Regions from separate parts of the Mus musculus genome. Here regions 1, 2 and 3 are each linked to region 4. A link is a contact called in public Hi-C and promoter capture Hi-C data. All regions are on one chromosome and are shown on one strand. Each heading gives the region's core, a stretch centred on a gene start, on an enhancer-like site or on the middle of the called end of the contact. The rest is flanking DNA. Distances are from core to core; before and after follow the strand shown. Region 1 overlaps Atl1 (atlastin GTPase 1). Region 2 has its middle 38 kb from the start of Gm32219. Region 3 overlaps Cdkl1 (cyclin-dependent kinase-like 1 (CDC2-related kinase)). Region 4 holds the start of F730035M05Rik (RIKEN cDNA F730035M05 gene).

What was found. Promoter capture Hi-C pulls out the DNA fragments that hold promoters and counts their contacts. A called contact is a pair of places that touch in the nucleus more often than the background predicts.
Region 1: a contact with region 4 is called in a Hi-C map of liver, with 3 times the contacts expected there. The contact joins the enhancer-like site here to the promoter of F730035M05Rik in region 4. A contact is called at or near these places in 18 of 39 promoter capture datasets (the 3T3-L1 cell line, 3T3-L1-derived adipocytes, the C10 cell line and 12 more), 16 of 484 Hi-C or Micro-C datasets (the C2C12 cell line, the G1E-ER4 cell line, the HL-1 cell line and 11 more) and 1 of 115 datasets of contacts at active chromatin or transcription factors (embryonic hindbrain).
Region 2: a contact with region 4 is called in a Hi-C map of uterus, with 3 times the contacts expected there. The contact joins the enhancer-like site here to the promoter of F730035M05Rik in region 4. A contact is called at or near these places in 4 of 484 Hi-C or Micro-C datasets (adipose-derived mesenchymal stem cells, embryonic fibroblasts, muscle stem cells and 1 more).
Region 3: a promoter capture Hi-C map of trophoblast stem cells shows a contact between it and region 4, with 6 times the contacts expected there. The contact joins the enhancer-like site here to the promoter of F730035M05Rik in region 4. A contact is called at or near these places in 14 of 39 promoter capture datasets (the 3T3-L1 cell line, 3T3-L1-derived adipocytes, the C10 cell line and 9 more), 14 of 484 Hi-C or Micro-C datasets (B cells, the G1E-ER4 cell line, the N1E-115 cell line and 6 more) and 3 of 9 other capture datasets (adipose tissue, embryonic stem cells and embryonic tail).

Annotation. Positions count from the first base shown.
Region 1 is chr12:69,920,831-69,923,762 of GRCm38.p6, reverse strand. All of the region lies in intron 2 of Atl1 (atlastin GTPase 1), which reads right to left. It also overlaps the pseudogene Gm6316. Among named protein-coding and RNA genes, the nearest start is that of Map4k5, 29 kb to the right of the region's middle. Within about 2 kb of position 1,467, at least 4 of the 459 cell types and tissues checked have an H3K27ac peak or open chromatin away from gene starts, as enhancers often do. A contact at or near this core is called in liver, where this site is marked.
Region 2 is chr12:70,495,707-70,498,877 of GRCm38.p6, reverse strand. No RefSeq gene overlaps it. Among named protein-coding and RNA genes, the nearest start is that of Gm32219, 38 kb to the left of the region's middle. Within about 2 kb of position 1,732, at least 15 of the 459 cell types and tissues checked have an H3K27ac peak or open chromatin away from gene starts, as enhancers often do. A contact at or near this core is called in uterus, where this site is marked.
Region 3 is chr12:69,750,237-69,753,326 of GRCm38.p6, reverse strand. Cdkl1 (cyclin-dependent kinase-like 1 (CDC2-related kinase)) reads left to right here. Exons shown (of 10, transcript NM_183294.2): 8 at 2,553-2,609. Among named protein-coding and RNA genes, the nearest start is that of Mir681, 12 kb to the left of the region's middle. Within about 2 kb of position 1,431, at least 34 of the 459 cell types and tissues checked have an H3K27ac peak or open chromatin away from gene starts, as enhancers often do. A contact at or near this core is called in the N1E-115 cell line, liver and trophoblast stem cells, where this site is marked.
Region 4 is chr12:70,226,442-70,229,256 of GRCm38.p6, reverse strand. It overlaps F730035M05Rik (RIKEN cDNA F730035M05 gene), which reads right to left and starts at 1,416. Exons shown (of 5, transcript NR_045174.1): 1 at 879-1,416. It overlaps Pygl (liver glycogen phosphorylase), which reads left to right and starts at 1,574. Exons shown (of 20, transcript NM_133198.2): 1 at 1,574-1,916. The coding sequence starts at 1,674.

The sequences.
Region 1 (2,932 bases), core at 218-2,717, 310 kb after region 4:
CCACACCCACACCCACACCCACACCCACAGCTCAGGGAACATAACGGAAAGGAAGGAAGAAAGACTGTATGAACCAGAGGACCATGGATTTTGCTGTGAGATACTATGTAATATCTCATTATAGATTATTTACTCTTTATTCATAACCCTGCCTTTTCATGGTACACACAGAAACCTGTGGTCACATCCCTAGATCCCTAGATATTATGTAATATCTCACAGCAAACTCCATGTAATATCTCCTTGTAACATCAAAAGCCACAACCATAAAGTCTCACCAACATCACTGCCCAAATAGACATTCCAAAGTGGACAGAAAAAGTTCATGAGGTCTCAGTCTTACACAATGAACTCCAAGCAACTAAGAAATGCTGACACTAGGAGGACCAGTGTTCCCTATGGAAGAGCACACCAGTAGTTATCCAGTATCAAATGGTCAGTCCTGATACAGACAACATTATACCAATTGAACATGATACACTTAAGAATATATGTATATACGTATATGAATATAACAATTAACGAGAAAAGAGGCCATGAACTTGAAAGAGATTGTGTGTTAGGTATAAGGGAGGGAGGGCTTAGTGCTGCTGCCGTGTGAGCTTCCTGGATAAGGCTCACTGTTTTTCACAGCTTTGATGGGTGTACTCTGGAGAGGCACAGCCTAAGGGGCTTTGTTCCAGAATTGCTTCTGCTACTGATGTGCCTTCTCATGTTTGTCATTGCTGTGTGTCTGGCCTGGTGTGACTAGACATGGGGAAACCTTCAATGCCTAGATAACCTAGTGTGGTTACTTCCTGAGTGAAATTATTATTGAGCAAATTTCCCTGTAGATCAACATAAAAATAAACTTTCCTGAGATAATACTGTTTAGATGAATTAAGGACTTTACAGGATTCCTGATTTGATTTAAATGGTTTAGGAAGTTAGAGTAGTGGATAGAAAGTCCAAGGAGATGGTTTAAGTTGCTGTGCCTGAAACACAGAACACAGCAGGAACTCCTTGTAGGAGTAAGCACAGCCTGCAGAGGTAGAAGCGAGCACAGAGAACGTTCAGGCATGGCAAGCACACACTTGAACTTGGAAGAGAAAAAGACTTGGGACAAGTTAGAGAGCAAAGAAAACATTTCATTCTAGGTCGGGTCTGAGTTCCTGGATCTTGTTCTCTAGGGATGTGACCACAGGTTTCTGTGTACACCATGGAAAGGCAGAGCTAGGAATAAAGAGTAAATAATCTATAATGAGTATAAGAACAGAGAGCAAATGTTGCCAGTTTAACTGAACAAGACTTCAAAAATAAGACATATGATAGATGGTGATCTGTTTCTTGGTAAATACATACTGTAGACTGGCTTGCTTAAATTCTGTTAATCAATGACAAGAGAATTCTTGCTTTGGGATTGTGTTGACCTTGTGGAGAGAACACTGGCCGGGAAATGTTTAGTGAGAGACAAGTTTCAAAGAAGCTCACAATCAATAACCCTTGTGTAATCAATAACCCTTGTGTAATCAATAACCCTTCATGTAATGACTTTAGTCTGTCTTTTTAAGAATATGTTTTGTGTTGACTGTTTTTAGAGAATGTGTAACTTGTAGTTATGAGGTAATCTTTTTTTTCACATAGAATACTCTGTCTTAGGTGCTTAAGAGAAAAAAAGTTGTTGGAGTCAACTTGTTGGAGTTTGCTTCATCCACCAAATATGTGTATATGTGTGTGTGAATGTGTGTGTGTGTGAATGTGTGTGTGTGTGAATGTGTGTGTGTGAATGTGTGTGTGTGAATGTGTGTGTGTGTGAATGTGTGTGTGTGAATGTGTGTGTGTGTGAATGTGTGTGTGTGTGAATGTGTGTGTGTGTGAATGTGTGTGTGTGAATGTCTCCCAAGATTTAAAGAGTTCAGAGTTTCTCATTGGTCACAGGGAGTGCTGGCCCCAGTGAATCAAGCTTTATTCCCTCAGAAAAAGTTTGCTAAGTGATCAATGGTTGACTTCTCATTTGACCACAGTGTACCCTGTGGTGTCGAGGCGGCAACAGCTTAGAGAGAGGAAATGAAAAAATACAGAAATTATATAAGCTGAAAAATAAAAACGATAATACTGTGCACATATAAAAAAAGAAACAGAGAAGAAGGAAAAAAAGAAAGAAAGGAAGGAAGGAAGGAAGGAAGGAAGGAAGGAAGGAAGGAAGGAAGGAAGGAAGAGGCTCTCTGCTCCTCCCTGTTCCAGAGACAGCTGCATCTTCTTGTGCGGTGCCAGCCTCGTCCCGTAGACAAAATGGTGAAGGTCGGTGTGAACGGATTTGGCCGTATTGGGCGCCTGGTCACCAGGGCTGCCGTCTGCAGTGGCAAAATCTCCGTGGAGATTGTTGCCATCAACGACCCCTTCATTGACCTCAACTACATGGTCTACTTGTTCCAGTCTGACTCCACCCATGGCAAATTCAACAGAACAGTCCAGGCCGAGAATGGGAAGCTTGTCATCAACGGGAAGCCCATCACCATCTTCCAGGAGCGAGACACACCCCCCCCCCTCGCTAACATCAAATGGGGTGATGCCGGTGCTGACTATGTCGTGGAGTCTACTGGTGTCTTCACCACCATGGAGAAGGCCGGGGCCCACTTGAAGGGTGGAGCCAAAAGGGTCATCATCTCCGCCCCTTCTGCCGATGCCCCCATGTTTGTGATGGGTGTGAACCACGAGAAATATGACAACTCACTCAAGATTGTCAGCAATGCATCCTGCACCACCAACTGCTTAGCCCCCCTGGCCAAAGTCATCCATGACAACTTTGGCATCATGGAAGGGCTCATGACCACGGTCCATGCCATCACTGCCACCCAGAAGACTGTGGATGGCCCCTCTGGAAAGCTGTGGCGTGATGGTCGTGGGGCTGCCCAGAACATCATCCCTGCATCCACTGGTGCTGCCAAGGCTG
Region 2 (3,171 bases), core at 483-2,982, 270 kb before region 4:
TTAAAGAAGAAAATGGAGACAGGCAGATGCCTGGGGCTCTCTGACTAGCCAGTCTATCTATCCTACGTGACAAACTCCAAGGAAGTAAGAGATCCTATCTCAAAAGAAGAAGGCGGACAGCGCCTGAGGAATGAAAGCTGACGTCCTCTGGCCTACCCCCTCACACACACACACATATTCATGCATGCACCAATACACAGACACACACACATGCACGCACACATGTATGCAATCTCCACAGTGTAACCTGGAAGGAACTATCTATCATGGAGTTATTTGCTTAACTTGATGAGCACATGATGAGGGCCAGAAAGTGCCTCTCTCTGCCTGGCTCGCAGATGCTTGCCTGCCATTTTACAAGCAGCAATGAGAGACTAAATGAGCAGAAGAAGGTTCCTGAGGACAGACATGGCTTATCCAGAAATGCTAATCTTGTTGATGACATGGCTCTTCACAGAAATAAGGCCCAGGAGTACTGAGAGAAAGGAGAGGAAACCAAGCAAATGTCTCTGGGATCCAGTGGGGATCTCATTAAAGCAGGGATAGCTTTCTGCAGTAGACTGTGGAGTTATACGGCTTAGATGAGGAGGGAGGCCGCTGTGCCGCTGCACTGAGAGATGCTTGCAAGCCTGTTCAGTTTTGATTCCTTTATAAACTGAAGCTCATAATAGCATTCAAATGGAAAATTTGAAGACTCCAACTGCTCCTGAGAAATGCTTCCAAAGGCAGGAGAGCCAATAGCTATAGATTCAGACATTAAAATGTGTTTGAATCATTAGCTCTGTGCTAATTGTTTGAGAAATCTAAAACAACACAATTAATTCCCTCAGTTTATGGAGCTAAACAGTCTGTCCTCTGCCTGCTGGTCCAGCAGATCTCAGGCTGGCTTCACCCTGGGTGTACCCACAGAAATTTTATGAGGTGTAGACTCCTGACCTGACCCTTAGCCCAATGGTTCTCAACCTTCCTAATGCTACGACCCTTTAATACAATTCCTCATGTTGTGGTGACTGCCCTCCCCACTCCAACCATAAAATTATTTCCACTGCTACTTCATAGTTGTGATTTTGCTACTGATATGAATTGCAATGTAAATATTTTTGGAGATAGAGGTTTGCCAAAGGGATGGTGACCCCCAAGTTGAGAACCCCTGCTTTAGCTTGTGCCTCCAGAGACCTGGATGCTAACTAAGCCTCACTAAGCTAATTCCATGCAGCTTAAAGCGTCTCAGAGCACCGGAGCAGAAATGCGGGAGAAGGAAACAGCATACAGACATCTCAGTCTGTGTGTGTGTGTGGGGGGGGGGGGGGGGGAAGGGGTCTAAAGCAGCAGTGTCGCAGAGTAGAACAAAGTTCAGAGCAGGGGCGGGGAAGGGGTGGGGGATACTTATGAAGCTACTAATCTGGAGCCATGGAAGGCTGAGGGGGGGCTTGGCAGGCAGGGAGGACTATTGAGGTCGTGGCACAGCATGATCTACCAGATAGAAAGGGGTGCGCTAGAGGCAACGGGAAGGCAAGAGCAGACGCAGGTCCTTGGACACGGAGAAATGCTGGTATTTCATTCAGTGCCCAGCGGGAAGGCCGTAGGGTTGGGGTAGGAGATCCCATCCGAGTCTCACACTTTTAAAGGTTCTGTGTCTCCTGAATGGAGTGTGTGCCCTATGAAGTGTAAGGGTAGACAAGTATCAGGGTGTAACAAATTCACCCCAGAGCTCCAAACTTGCCTAGATCTGCTCTTGCTCACTAGCCCCTCCACAGTCCAGGGAGACAGATAGGTCGGGGGAGAGCCTTCTTGCTAACAGAGTTCAAATCTGCCCCTTGGGGGAAATTTGCGTAATCTACAGTTTTATTACCAGCTCTGTCCCTAGCGATGAGGATTTAGGAGGAAAGAGCCCTCAAAACCACACGGGGTCTCTGACCACTTTGCTCCTGGTCCTCAGTGGTATCGTTAGGGGAGGCAGCTGAGACTGCAGCTGGTAGACATTATTGTCTCTCCCTCCCTTTCAGATGCATGGGTCCCCGGTGGCTCTCCGACTGCCTCCCTCCCTCCTTTCAGCCCTCACTGGCTTTATAGGCCCCAGTGCCTCTAGACCCTTGTGTCAGCAGGCCCACGGGGGTACTCTGACTCTCAACCCCGTGTTTTTATATCCTGAGAGAAAAGATGAAGGTAGAGGGACACGGTTGTACTGTCATTCTCTCAGACATCTCTAGCTCACCCTCCAGGGTGGCCAAGTTTTTAGAAAACTTAAAACTCCAGCAAAAGCCACGTGTGGTGCGTGGTATACGCCTTTAATCCAAGCACATGGGAGGCAGAGATAGTTGGATTTCTGTGAGTTCAAGATCAGCCTGATTAGCAAAGTGAGTTCCAGGTCAGTCAAAGCTATATAGAGTGAGACACTATTTTAAAAACAAACAATAGCAAAAAATAAAATACATACAAACTATGTAATTGTCAAATAAGAAAATTAATCAATAAAAAGAAAACTAAATTTAAAGAAAAAATCTAGTGAGAAAGACAGCAGATGGACATTTGGGAGCCAGCAGTATACAGATGGTGGCTTAGTGTAGGGCAGATAGAATAAGACATTCTCTCCTGGACTGTGGACAGTGCACCAGAGGCCAAAGTCTCCGTGGGTCAACTCTTACGAGGACAAATGAGAAGAAACAAATCTCAACCAAACTCCAGATCTACCTCAAGGCAAACTCTTGGGTGTCACAGGACGTTTAAAATCGGGGAACAGCCACTGTGACTTTAGGCTTGATCAGAGGAGAGGAGAGGAGAGACAGGTACTTAGAACTAGATCATTGTTATTCCTTGAGTTTTTATTCCAGAGAAAGTTACTGGTGTTTATTTGGAACAGTTATAAAGAAAACCACCCACAAGGCAGGAAACCGGCAAGAAACAGCGCACACTCTAGAATCTTTTGGATTTTAACACGCGGACTCTTTAATCAAGAAGTTGCTTATAGAGTGGGCTCTTCAGCTACTCAAAATAGTCCATGGTTTTATTTGGGGCTCTGCACCTAAACATTTTTGTTGTTGTTGTTAATACGATGGGGAGAAAAGAATACATAGACCTCTTTATCCTAATTGCTAGTCAAGAATGGGAGCACAGAGAAAGGAGGGATTAAAAACCGAAAGGCTATTTGCAAGGAAATAGCTCCACCTGCTG
Region 3 (3,090 bases), core at 182-2,681, 480 kb after region 4:
AGACAGGAACCTCTGGGAAATCATGCAAAATTTTACTTTCTCTTTTCCTTGAGATGAGGTCTCAGCTTATAGCCCAGGCTGGCTTTGAACTTTTAAATATTTTATTTGAGTATGGATATAAGTGGTTTTGTCTGCATATATGTCTGTGCCCCACTTGTATGCCGGGTATCTGTGGAGGGTAGAAGAGGTAGCTGGATCCCCTGGAGTTACTAGTAGCTAGTCTTAAGCCAGCAAGCAGGAGCTGAGAATTATGTGCTGTTCCTCTGGAAAAGCAGCAGGAACTTACTGGATCAGCCACCTCTCCAGCCCTGGCTTTGAACTTTTGATTCTCCAACCTCATGATCCTGAGGGCTGAGATTACAGGCATATGCCACATCTTATGCAAACCTTTTAACATTTGATAAATAGAGATTATCTTTCTTTCTTTTTTTTTTTTTTTTTTTTTTTTTTTTTTTTTTTTTTTGGTTTTTCAAGACAGGGTTTCTCTGTGTAGCCCTGGCTGTCCTGGAACTCACTCTGTAGACCAGGCTGGCCTCGAACTCAGAAATTCTCCTGCCTCTGCCTCCTAAGTGCTGGGATTAAAGGCGTGCACCACCACGCCCGGCTATCTTTCTCTTTTTGTTTTCTGTTTATTTTTTGAGGTAATCTAGACTGCCCTTAAACTCCGGATTCTCTTGCCTCTCAAGTACTGGGGTCACGGGTGTGCATTGCTATGTCCAGTGTACAGTGCTTGTCTCTTCGTAGCGAGATTCGGAGATTCTACTTTCATTTCTTATTTTGCTCTTACATTTTTGAAATATCTTCTAATGGGTCTATAATGCAGTAAAAAAGTATTTCATAACTTAGTGGGGAGGTAGTGTAGCTCAGTGGTAGAGTACTTACCCAGCAGGCCCTGGTGGGTTTCTAGCACTGCAAAGAATAGAGTAATAATAGAATTTCAAGGCATAATTAAGCTTGGTGAGGTCAAGTTGCTACCGTCTGAGAAAGTGCTTTCAGATGGGAACAGGCACTTCAGTTTCCAGATGGAAGTTCCTCCTCTGGCCTCTGGGTTGCATTTCTGCCTTTGTCCCACCAACAAAGCTCCCGATTCCCACATGCACTACCAGCTTCAGGGAAAGTGGGTCACGCTGGGATGGAGAGGCAGGAACAGCACCTGGCTTATGGGAAGTGACCCACTGCTCCCTTGTGACCTGGACATCCCCAGCTGTGCACCAAATATCCCTTAGCAATTTCCTGGCCGCGGCCTGAGCAGCGGCCTCGGCTCTGTAAACTCTGTAAACGTGAAGAGCATCTCCTGTCTCCCAGAGGTTGTCCTACAAGGAATTTCCTGTGGACAGAAACACAGGAAGCAGCCGCACACGGCTGTGATCTGTGCCCTCTCCCACCTAGCAAGGCCTGACGCCTGCTGGGGCTGGGGAACTGGTTCAGCAGGCAGGAAGGCTCCTGTGTCTTACAGCCAAGCCGCAGGCATTCTTCCTGAGAACCATGCAGTACTTGCATTAGATAAATAGGAAGAGCTTTTTAAGTCGTGAGGGCAAAAGCTAATGCAAAGTTACATTAGGATTCTTGTTCATTAGCATGTGTGCAATTGGGAATTTATGTTGAGGTTGGCTCCCTGTCTAAAAGAACTTGGCTCTGAAGCTCCGGAGTACAACCCCAGACCCTGCCCTTAGATGAGCCTGGTCAATTGCTCCGGCCCTCAGCTCACACCTTGCATATTCACAGTGCACTCACAACGCACTGTGGTCATTGACTCTGGTCAGCACTCATCTTCAGTCGGCTTTCTCAGTGTGACGGCTCCTTACCTTGGCCAATCGCAGCTTTGCCCCCATTTCCAGGATCACTCCCAACCAAGTGATGGGAGCACGCCAGCCTTATTTCCTCCTAGGCAGATTGATAAGAGCCTTCTGGGAAGGCTCTTTAAACCGTGGGCTGATCAGAAAAATAGCAGGAACGTGTGGGAGGCCACAACAGTGTTTCTTTCAGAAATCCAACAAGAGCGTGTTTATCTGGGTAGGGATAAAATGTATTTTGACACTCCCTTTATGCAAATGTCAATAGGTGCAATAATTAGTGCCTACTTTGATAATGCTGGTAAGTGCCAAAAGTTATTGTCAGGAAAGGCATTTTATACAAACTAAGGGGAAAAAACCAGCACAACAAAACCACAATCTCATGCACGTCCATGCACTCGCGGGTGGGCATAAACACCCCCCTACCTCCACCCCCCCTCTCTCACCTCAGCACGTGTCTATTGATAATGCTGCTTTTGTTTTGTTCGTCTCCATCAGTGTTTCCTTATGTATTTATAATGCTGTCTTCCTCAGGAAGGGAAGTGAGTGACCAGGAAATCAAATTGGAAAGGCATTTTAGAGGTGAAGGGAGAAGTTTATGACAGTCACAAGGGGGTTATTGCTGGTGGGGGGCATGGTGGAAAAGGGCAGAGAAGGCAAGGAGATGTCAGGAAGGATGTCTACTCAAAAGAAATGTAGTGTGAGGAAACTTAATTAGAATGAGTGCTGTCAACTAAAAGTCCCTTTTCGTTTTGACAGGAAACACTTGAGTTGAAATTTCCAAACATCTCCTACTCTGCACTGGGCTTCTTAAAGGTAAAATCCTGGGGCTTTCAAAGGACCAAGAAGCACACAGTTGTCAGAATTGTCAACTGATGAAATGTTTCTTTAAAATCCTTCTTTTGAAAAGTTATATACCTTTAATTAAAAAATGGGTCTCACTCTATTATAGTAAAAATATATGCTTTTCACTTTAAATAAAAAATAACATTCCATTGGAGAGATGACTCAGTGGTTAAGAGAAATGACTGCTCTTCCAGAAGTCCTGAGTTCAATTCCCAGCAACCACATGGTGGCTCACAACCATCTGTAAAGGAATCCGATGCCCTCTTCTGGTGTGTCTGAAGACAGCTACAGTGAACTCATATACATAAAATAAATAAATAAATAAATCTTTTTTAAAAATTAACATTCTGTTGGAATTCTAAGTTTATACAATGGAAATTTTAAGGGGGGTATTTTACAAAACAATCCTTTCCTTCAAAACAATATTCATAGCTATAGGATGCTTTAAATA
Region 4 (2,815 bases), core at 167-2,666:
ATGATCTTCGCAAGACCAAGGGCCTCTCCTCTCATTGATGGCTGACTAGGCTATCCTCTGCTACATATGCAACTAGAGACACAGCTCTGGGGGGTACTGGTTAGTTCATATTGTTGATCCTCCTATAGGGTTGCAGACCCCTTTAGCTCCTTGGGTACTTTCTCTAGCTCCTTCTTTAGGGGTCCTGTGTTCCACCCAATAGATGAGATTTTGCTGACAGGACCCTGATATCGCTATCTCTTGTGAGGCTATGCCAATACCTGGCAAATACAGAAGTGGATGCTCACAGCCTCTTAGCTTTAAGTCAAGCATTCTGACCAAACTCTGCACTCACTCTCAGCTCTGGGTATCTCTGGCTCAATCAAATCCAACCCTTACCCTGTCTCATAGGACCATGCTGTCCTCAAAGCCATTGCATGAAGCCACTTAGTTTTCATCTGCCCCAAAGGCTGGAGCCAAAACCCTGGAAGCTGGAAGGACCAGGATCTGAAACCGCAGTTAGATCTGTGACAGTAAAACTTTCACTTTTAGGGTAATAGCTGGTTTATATGAATTAAGTAACCAAACTCCTTCTCTGGCCTCTAATAGTTAGCTTTGTTTAGAAAGAAAAAAAGAAAGAAAAGAAAGAAGGAAAGGAGTGATAGACAGGAAGGAAAGAAGGCAGGCAGGTAGGCTGACACGGACCCTCTAGATGGCTCAGCAGGTAAAGGCATCTGCTGCCAAGCTTGACCGCTCTGGATCGATCCCAGCAACCATCACGAGAGGAGAGAACCAACCCTGGACCACTACGTGTCTGTGTGCACATTTGAGGACACACGCGTACAGTACATACATTTTGAGAAAAAAAAAATTGACATCTTAAAATGCCTCATGTTTACCTTTCCAAAGTTTAAACACCATCACATTCGGATCTGGTATAAAGATCACACACCAGTATGTCTCCTGAACACGGGACAACTGGTTCCTGGAGTGCTCTCTCCTTCTCCCTCCCTCCCCTTCCCCCACGCCCTCTTATCCTTATGCCTCATTTGGTCAAAGAGCAGTGCAAACAAGGGGTCTCAAATCGAACGAAGTCTTGTCCCCCACTGAGACTAAAGCTTTCTCAACAGACCCCTTGACTTTTACACCAACTGTGGCCAACTACTGTGGGTTAGTCCAGCCTGGGCCTAGGAGTCAAGAAACCCCAGTCCTGCGTCCTCAGAAAAAAAATAAATAAACCAACCAACCAAGGCCCCCTTAGAACCCAGGATAGTACTATGCCTAAAAACTGGGAAGCAAGACCGGGGCAATCAGGGTTAAATCACACTGACCCTACAATGTCACCCTGGGAAGCAACCGTGGAACCCACTGAGAAGAGGCAATGGCTTTACTGGGAACTCAACAAGCGAGCCAGCCGAGGCCTCCTTCCACACCGAGAGACGCGGTCAGAGCCTTTGCGCACTACGTGACCTGGACGTTCTGGGAGCGGCCGAGGGGCGGTGCCCGCAGCCGCAGCACCGCCCTGGGGCTCCCACGCCCCCCTGGGGGGGCGTCACTCTGGGAGCCACGGGTGGGCGGGAACCCGGAGAGGGGCGGATCCCCAACTCCCCAGCGTCTCAAAAGCAGCAAGTAAGGAAGGGAGGAGGCCAGTCCTGCAGCCCGGAGACCGTTCTGTGCTCCCTCCGCCCGCAACCATGGCAAAGCCCCTGACCGACCAGGAGAAGCGACGGCAGATCAGCATCCGAGGCATCGTGGGCGTAGAGAATGTGGCCGAGCTGAAAAAGGGTTTCAACCGTCACCTGCACTTCACTCTGGTCAAGGACCGCAATGTGGCCACCCCCCGCGACTACTACTTCGCCCTTGCGCACACAGTGCGCGACCACCTGGTGGGGCGCTGGATCCGTACACAGCAGCACTACTACGACAAGTGTCCCAAGGTACCAGGCGAAGGGCGTTTGTCCCCCCTCCCCTCCACTCCCTGTCCTGGTCTCGAAGTCTAGGCCAGCAGCAGGACATAGGCTCGGCCATCCCTTCCACCTCCCCCACAGCGGTGTGCCATCCTCAGGGCTCCACTGTGGTGTGAGATCCGGAGACCAGCTGGTGGCAAGAGCCCACGCTTCCCTCTCTGGCGAACTAAGCAAACTATGGAGTTTGCTCAGCACTTAACCAAGGGGGATCCTGCGCCTCCTATGTGATCCGTCCAGGTTCCGGGGGCCCTGACAATCCGCTCAGGTCCAGGGGGCCGGGAAGGGGCACAGAAAACAAAAACATACAAAAGCCTAGCCTTAGAGGGTCAAGCTTAGTGTTTAAGGAAAGGAGAGGGAAGTTTAGAGTTCCTCTAATAGTGACCCTGCCCAGGCCTCAGGGCTGCCTAGCTTAGCTGTGCAACAAAGATGGGGGAGGTCCCGGCCCAGGGCCCAGACCGAGTGGAGACTGCAGTTCCTGAACTTTGTGCTGACTGCCTGATGGGCCTTGCCAAGAGACTCACCTGAAGCTATCCCTGTAAAAACACCCTTCTCCCTTCCAGAAGCCTTGTGGAGGCCCCAGAGATGTGGGGGACACCACATTTAGGCAACCAGCTCCTATTTCTACCAAGGGCCAGAATGCGGAGTCTCTGGGGTGGTGGACATGTGGAGGAACACCACCCCATCATGACCAGTCTTGGAAGAGAACCAGAGCTAATGTGAAAGGTTGGGGAGGAGCGGACAGGGAGAGTGCAAGGCGGCAGCAGCCTTATGGGGGATGGTGTGGTGAATGTTTTGGAAGAGAAAGCTGGAAAAACTGGCTTTGGAGTTAAGTTGGAAAAGATGAACAGCAGACCCTGGTGGCAATGGGA